Linked DNA regions of Danio rerio: region 1 is linked to region 2. A link is a contact called in public Hi-C data. All regions are on one chromosome and are shown on one strand. The core of a region is the stretch at or near the end of the contact, and the rest is flanking DNA. Distances in the headings are between cores, read along the strand shown.

What was found. A called contact is a pair of places that touch in the nucleus more often than the background predicts.
Region 1: a contact with region 2 is called in a Hi-C map of an unstated tissue, with 2.1 times the contacts expected there. The contact joins two enhancer-like sites. A contact is called at or near these places in 6 of 18 Hi-C or Micro-C datasets (caudal fin, embryo, hematopoietic stem cells and 1 more).

The regions. Positions count from the first base shown.
Region 1 is chr15:38,448,298-38,452,056 of GRCz12tu, forward strand. It overlaps nyap2a (neuronal tyrosine-phosphorylated phosphoinositide-3-kinase adaptor 2a), which reads left to right. Exons shown (of 7, transcript XM_001340889.8): 5 at 1,766-1,924; 6 at 3,561-3,682. Among named protein-coding and RNA genes, the nearest start is that of nyap2a, 69 kb to the left of the region's middle. Within about 2 kb of position 1,859, at least 8 of the 62 cell types and tissues checked have an H3K27ac peak or open chromatin away from gene starts, as enhancers often do.
Region 2 is chr15:38,334,544-38,338,577 of GRCz12tu, forward strand. No RefSeq gene overlaps it. Among named protein-coding and RNA genes, the nearest start is that of mecom, 4.4 kb to the left of the region's middle. Within about 2 kb of position 1,603, at least 3 of the 62 cell types and tissues checked have an H3K27ac peak or open chromatin away from gene starts, as enhancers often do.

The DNA of each region.
Region 1 (3,759 bases), core at 609-3,108, 110 kb after region 2:
TGTGACTGCTAATGGATCCCCTGTGAGGGAGAGAGAGATTAAAAGAGAGATGGAATGGAAAAATACAAAGGAAAAAGGGGTTGATTGTGTGAAAGATGAAAGGAACGCAGGAATAAACATAACTAAGAAATGTCAAGTTTAAGCATATATAGTAGTGGTGGTGTAAGGGATCATACTACGGTTTCTGAGTCATGGATTGTACCACTTTTTGGATCAGCAAAAAAAAGGAGCGAACAAATGTCATTTGCTTTACATTTATTACAAAAACAGTACTACAAGAAACTTTTGGTTTAAACCACTTGCTACTGTTGCTGATAATGCTAAATGTATAAAACTTAAAACATAATCTTGTACATTTATTTTTTAGTCTCGTTTTCAATTAATGGTTCAATAATTCACTCATAAAACATTGTTTTTCGTTACTAGATGTATTATTTTTGAAGAACTATTCAGTGACATTTTTTGATGGTTGTTTGTCGCCATCTATTGGTTAACCAATGTATATGTTACAACTTTTAACATTACGTTGCAACAGGGTTTCTGCAGGTTTAAAGTGAAATTTAGAACTTTTAAAGACCTCTTCAAGACTATCATGAATGAAGTTTTAGACTTAAACACAGCTAAATATTAAGGATGTTTTCTGATGGCCCTTTTTTTGCTTGCCACAACAGCAAAAAAAAATCTAATTTGGTTATTTCTGATCCACATATTCTAATGTGGGCGAGGCAGTGGCGCAGTAGGTAGTGCTGTCGCCTCGCGGCAAGAAAGTCGCAGGGTCGCTGGTTTGAGCCTCGGCTCAGTTGGCATTTCTGTGTGGAGTTTGCATGTTCTCCCTGCGTTCGCGTGGGTTTCCTCCTGGTGCTCCGGTTTCCCCCACAGTCCAAAGACATGCGGTACAGGTGAACTGGGTAGGCTAAATTGCCCATAGTGTATAATTGTAATTTAATAGTTGCAATTAGCTTACAATTTAAACGTTAAGAGATTATTGAACTATGTTTTAAAATAAAATACTACTTAATCTTTCTGTCAACAATTACAAGCTTAATTCAGACTGTTGTTTGTATTAATTTGTGACGTTTTTAACAATATCTGAGTGAAATTTGTTTCTACACCAGTTTTTCAGTTTTGTTATGTATGCATTTTGTCTGGTCAGATTAGATATAAAATTAAATTAAATTAAAATTGCAATTATTTTTGTATTTTCTATTACAATACAATCTTGTATACTGCTCATTTTGGGAAATCTGATTATTAGGTGTGTATAAATAATACAATTAGCAATTAGTAACTAGTAATAATAACATAAGATGTATTATTAATATTCATATATATAATTGTAATTTAATAACTGCAATTTAAATGCTGAAAGATTCTTGGGGTATTTTAAAATAAAATACTAAATCTTTCTACATCAGAATTTCAAGCTTAATTCAGTCTACTGTATGTGTATTTATTTGTGACGTTTTCTAGCAACTTCTAATTGAGATTTGTATCACCACCAGTTTTTTTTTTAGTACTGTTGTGGAAAAAAAATAATTATTTTTGTGTTTTTTTTATAACTTTGCAATCTTGTAAACAGGCTCATTTTGGGGAATCTGAATATGGTTTTGGCTCAGTAGTGACATCTAGCGTTAATATATTTACACAGCAGTATTATTACAGATCAAAGCACTCACGCATGAAACTGCTAAATCGTTCTTATGAAAACAGAGAGCTGAGTCATACTGAATGCTGAAATCTCTACCTCTTTTTTTCTGTTTTGCAGGAGAAAGTAAAGGTAGAAGTGACAGTAGGGACAGAGCCCTTCGCAGCTCTTCTCCGAAATCCCAGGATTGGGAAACGCCCACAGGACAATCATCCACGCCCACAGCCACGCCCAGTCGCTTTGGCCGCTCCTCCATTAGCCCGACCACCATGCTCGGAGGTACATCCAATTATTCGTTCATTCATTCATGCAATTTCCTTCGGTTAAGTCTTTATTTTCAGAAGTCGCCACAGCAGAATGAACCGCCTGCATCTAATTAATGTGAGAAAATCTGAAAACATAAACATTAAACAAAGTCTGTATCACAAAAAATTCCAATTACTATTAAACCGTGAAGTATTTCATCGTCATTTTACAATTATTTGACAATAAAAATAATAATAAACATGGTAGTTATTTAATCAAACTTTTATTAATAAAAATGTATGTGTCACACTATAATAGTAATAAAGAACTTTATGATAATTTAAATGTATATATTAATGAATATTTAATCAAATATAAAATGATAATATATATTTAAGATTTAACAATCTTACTAATTCATACTAAAATGTTAAGTATTTCATTATCATCATAATAATTATTATTTAACCAAATATGTAATAAATTAATACAAATATATGATAAAAATTCTGTTACAGTGTTATAACAATATTAAATGCATAAATAAAATAAATAAATAAATGCATAACTAAATAAATGTGTACATAAATTCACAAAGAAATAAAATGTTAAGTATTTCATAATAATTATTTTAATAATTATTATTTATTATTTAAACAAATATGTAATACATTAATACAAATATATAATAAAAATTATGTTACCATATTATAACAATAACAAATACATAAATAAATAAATGCAAAAATAAATTAATAAAAAATGCATAACGAAATAAATGCATAAATAAAATGTTATTTCATAATCATCATTTAATACTTATTTATTATTAATTAGCCAAACAAGTAATAAATAATACAAATATATAATAAAAATTATGCTACAGTATTAAACAATAATAAATGCATAAATAAATAAATAAATAAACGCAAAAACATTAATTAATAAATAAATACATAACTAAATAAATGCAAACAAATGCACAAATAAATAAAATGTTAAGTATTTCATAATCATAATAATAAAAATTCTGTTAACATATTATAACAATAATAAATGCATAAATAAATAAATGCATAAATAAATGCAAAAATAAATAAATAAATGTATAACTAAATAAATGCACAAATAAATAAAATATTAAGTATTTCATAATCATCATTTTAATAACAAATATTATTATTTAATCAAATATGTAATAAATTAATACAAATATATAATAAAAATTCTGTTACCATATTATAACAATAACAACTGCATAAATAAGAAAATAAATGCATAAATAAATAAACAAATAAATAATAAATAATTGGCAAGTTCTATTTTATACATATATAAGCATCATGAAATTAATCTGTTTCCATCACTTAAGACACTCCAAAACACTTTTATCATAAACTGCTAATGTGAAAACATTCATTCATTCATTTTCTTTTCGGGTCAGTACCTTTATTAACCTGGGGTCGCCACAGCGAATTGAACCGCCAACTTATCCATCATATGTATTATGCAGCGGATGCCTTTCCAGCTGCAACCCAACACTGCGAAATAATGTGAAAAGAGTCCTCACAATTTTACAACCCAGTTAAACAATTTCCCATTCTCAGGCATTGTAAGAATGCAGTGTTTTCAATGTGATTTCATGGCATCTTTTTCTCTACCTTTATAGAACCAAAAGCCGGTTGTAAACTCGGTCGCTCTGCGTCCACATCAGGAGTCCCGTCTCCAGTGGGAACACCCCAAAGACACGCACCAGACGCCTCGGCCCCTCCGTGCGGGACGCCGTTCCAGGTAGAACCCCCTTATTCCTCAGAGTGATGCGAGATGGCATGCGTGTGGAGTTGTGGGCTCCTGTCTCCGTGTCTTTG
Region 2 (4,034 bases), core at 353-2,852:
TATTGGCATCACTTATCGGTACTATTTAACTCGGCAAAGTCATAATGCTTGTTGGTTTGGCAGAAAACATTACGCAGGGAAAAAAATAGGAGCAGGCTGCACAAGGCAGAAAAAGCAGCGGTGCCCCGGCGAGCAGTGCCCCTATGAGGAGGTGCGCGTAACGGGAGACCGAATGAACACGGGCGCATTCTTCATCCGTGGAGACTTTGCCAACGACTCCCTCTGCCCAGCCTCTCCGCTTCAAACAAGCGGAAACATTCCGTAACCACAGGCTTCACGGCAGAGAGAGGGGGTAGACCAGGCTGCAGCAAACACTGTGCATGCAATTCGTATTTTATTACATATGCATTTTTAACTTTACAGCCGCTGGTTGGCACATCTGTGCGCTGGTTGAGCTGTCTTAATCAGTATTTCTTAAAAGTGTTTTTAATAACTTCAGATTTCACAAAAGTTAAATTATAAGGTAATAATTACACACTTTAAATTTAATGAACGCTTGCAATAGAAACAGTAGCGTTACTTAAGTTCGGTAAAATATAATTATTGACAAAATAAACAACGTCATTATTTATCACATTACACAGAAAATAGCTTGCTGTTTGCTCTAACTACTTATTCTAAATGAGCTGAAACAACATAATTCTTGAGGTTTTGTTTTTGAGAATTTAATTGTTTTCTGTTCAACCTACTTACATTTGTTAAGTAAACTTAATCGATTTGTGTTGGGACAACATGAATGAATTGTATGGAACTCTGCATTTACAGTTTAGCAAATCTATCACAAATGATGTATTTGTTTAAAAGGTTTGCGTAAAGGGCGCCAAAAGACAATTCGGGTTGATCGAGAGGAAAAAACCACAACATATTGCAATAAAAAATTCCTATTCAAATTCCTTTACAAATGTGGATCCCCTGCAAGCTGCCGAATAATCCGCAGAAAATATATAGGTTGGGGCTTTGCTTGGCGAGCAGTATTCACACATCTGCGGTGGGGCTCTATGTCCAACAGCAACAATGTATGATTACTGTGAAATCAATGGAAGTGGAAAAAAGGGCTTTAAAAAAACAACGTTAATAACATCACGTCAGGCCTAAATGGTTTTAAAAGTATCCCAGTTAACAACTATTATGAAAATAGCATAACGGTGAAAGGTGATCTAACTGAAAGATATTAGCAAACTTCTAATTATGCCAATTGAGATGGCTATTTTTGAACATCAGATCAGCACCATTATGATTTAGGCTAGCCTGTCATATCTTATTTTGCAGAGAACAAAATCTCTTGATAGTCAATCCTATTGTTGTCTACAAAGCCGCAAAAGACAGCATAGAAACACTGGATATGACTTAAACAAGCACTGAAAAAAGCTAGGAGTAAAACTAGACCCAAGCCACAAGACGCTGATGGTGAAAACTCTCATTAAACTCTTCTCTGGGGAAAGACGTTGTGCTGATCTAGCATGTCTGTTCGTCAGTCATAAAAATCCATCGCTATCCTATAAATAAATCAGAATCATTCATATGTTGTGTATCGCGTGCTTTGAGTGAAAGGGTATTTAGTAATTGAAGTGCTCGCAGCACAGCCAAGATTGAGTTTTATGCCCTCACCGAGCGCGCGCTCGCGGAAAAACTGCAGGCTGCACGAGCTCGAGCGCAGGACTCTACGTTTGCCTCTTGTAGTCAATGGAGGGAAAAGGCAGTTTCAACGATTATATAACCGAGTAACAAAGAAAAAAATATATCCGAATGTATGTTATTTAGCTAAAATCACTTTGAAATATTTTTGTATTGATATAAATTATAATAAATTGATGAAGTAGCCTGGTGATCACAATGGGAGCAACATTTTAGATTTATATTCCGATTTTCTGAAATGATATCCTACATAATAAGCATGCAAACAGAACATATACTAACATGTTTTGTAAAAACAATTAATACTATTATATAACCCGACAAAATAATTAATTACAAAGAAACTAAAACAACTACCAAGGAGCACCATTATAATTAGTAAATCCTAATAGACACAACAAAGGAACAAAAATTGAAACAAATACAAATAATTCAATATATTGTGCAATCAACAATGAATAGCCTATTCTTAATAATATTAGGTTAGATTTAAGTGCATCAAACGCGTGCACCCTAAATGCTGAATTGTATTAACATCTGAGTTAAATATGAACAACCCCAACAGTTGGATTAAAAAAATTAAATAAAACTTAATGTAAAAAAGCAAACGTTGGGTTTGTTAATATTTGACCCAATGTTGGTGTTTCCACACTAAATATTTCCCACAGCATTAACGAGGCGCATTTTCCCCGTTATGCAATGCGTGAGTTTTAAACACGGTTTATTAATGAACATTTACTGCCATCTAGTGACAAAAACGGGCATTGTGCATCATATCAAACATTTTTCCTAATTTAAGACTTTGAATTGATTCATAATTATACGATCTGTGCCCATCTGTACGCTCACTATCAGAAGTGAAAGGGACCTGCGTGAGTAATGCCAACTGTTGCCTCATTGACCGGCCTTCCTTTGATTGACATCTATTGGAGGAGAATGGTCTGCTTGCAGCTACTCTTCCCGGCAACTGACTATCAACAAGGATTACGATGCGCTCTCAAGACAATCTGTGGACGTATTTATGGCCTCGCCAGCTTTATAGGCAGCCGTTTATCCTAAAGCACATAAACACCATGCTCATCCATTCCCACGGGCTCCAGCGTGAAGATTCCTGACAACTAATCAATTCGGACAGTCGAACAGAATTATTTATCTCCTTTTCCAGTAAAATAGACAGTTGCTATGTGCGGCAATTCCCGGTTGCGTGTGTTTTTATGCAAAGAAAATGCAGTTGAGACATATACTTAATTTACTTGTCAAAATCGTTCAACACTTAGTATACTAACTTGAGTTCAACCTCATGTATAAAGTTGCACTCAAAACAAATAATCTGGCTGGTTGTTCAAAACTACTTTTTTTAAATGAGCTTAATCAGCACAATTTTGAGCGTTTTTTGACAACTTTTACTTTACTTTATTGTCCAAAAGTGGAAATTTATCTTTGGCTTCACCACACAGACACATCAGCGTTCACATTACACACATCGCAGAAAAAAAACATGCAACACAAACACATTAAATGTCATCACATATATCACATAAAAAAAGAGTTTTTGTTCAATCAACTTAAATTTTGCAAAAACAGTTAACTTAATTAATTTGTGTTGGGACCACATGAAGGGATTGTGTGGAACATTGACAGCGATATTTAGGAAAATTACTTTTTTTTTGTTTATTCCATGCACAAGAATGAATAATTTTATTCTGAGCAAACTAATGTTGATTATAAAATCTAATGATTTACAAACAATAAAACGTTATTTAGTGGTAATTGTTTACTGTATGGGCCTTAAAGGAATAACTTTACAGGAATAACCAGCATATTTGAATTTATTTATTGAATGAGATAGCCCCTTGAGATGAATCATCTCATTTTCAAGGGAGTCCCTAAAAAGTAAATATTTCAAACAATATTCATGTAAAGATATATTAAACAACGGTAAATTATCAATATAGATTACAGAACATATACAAAATACTTATAAATTAGCTTTTTAAATATTTATGCTTTCCAATGCATGATTCATCTTGGTTTTTACTGATTTTTCAGCAAGACACTTCTAATCTTTTAATATATAATCTTTGTGATCTCTTATTCTGACAATAGCTGTTGGTCAGAATGAAAGATCTAATGGAGGAGCTGAAAAACCCTGTTAACATTTCTGTTTTTTTTTTTTTCATTTTCTTTCTTTAAAAATCACTTATTCCTCATTTATTTATTTATTTATTTATTTTAATTTACAACACCAACCCATGACAACGTATTAGTTCAAACTATTACGAATGTCAATAAAAGTCATTTTTTAATTTCAAAATTTCAAGGAAAGGTCCCCATATAAAGTAATTCAATAAAAATCATAATTTAAAAATAGACATGAAAATCAAAAAACTAAAAGCTGT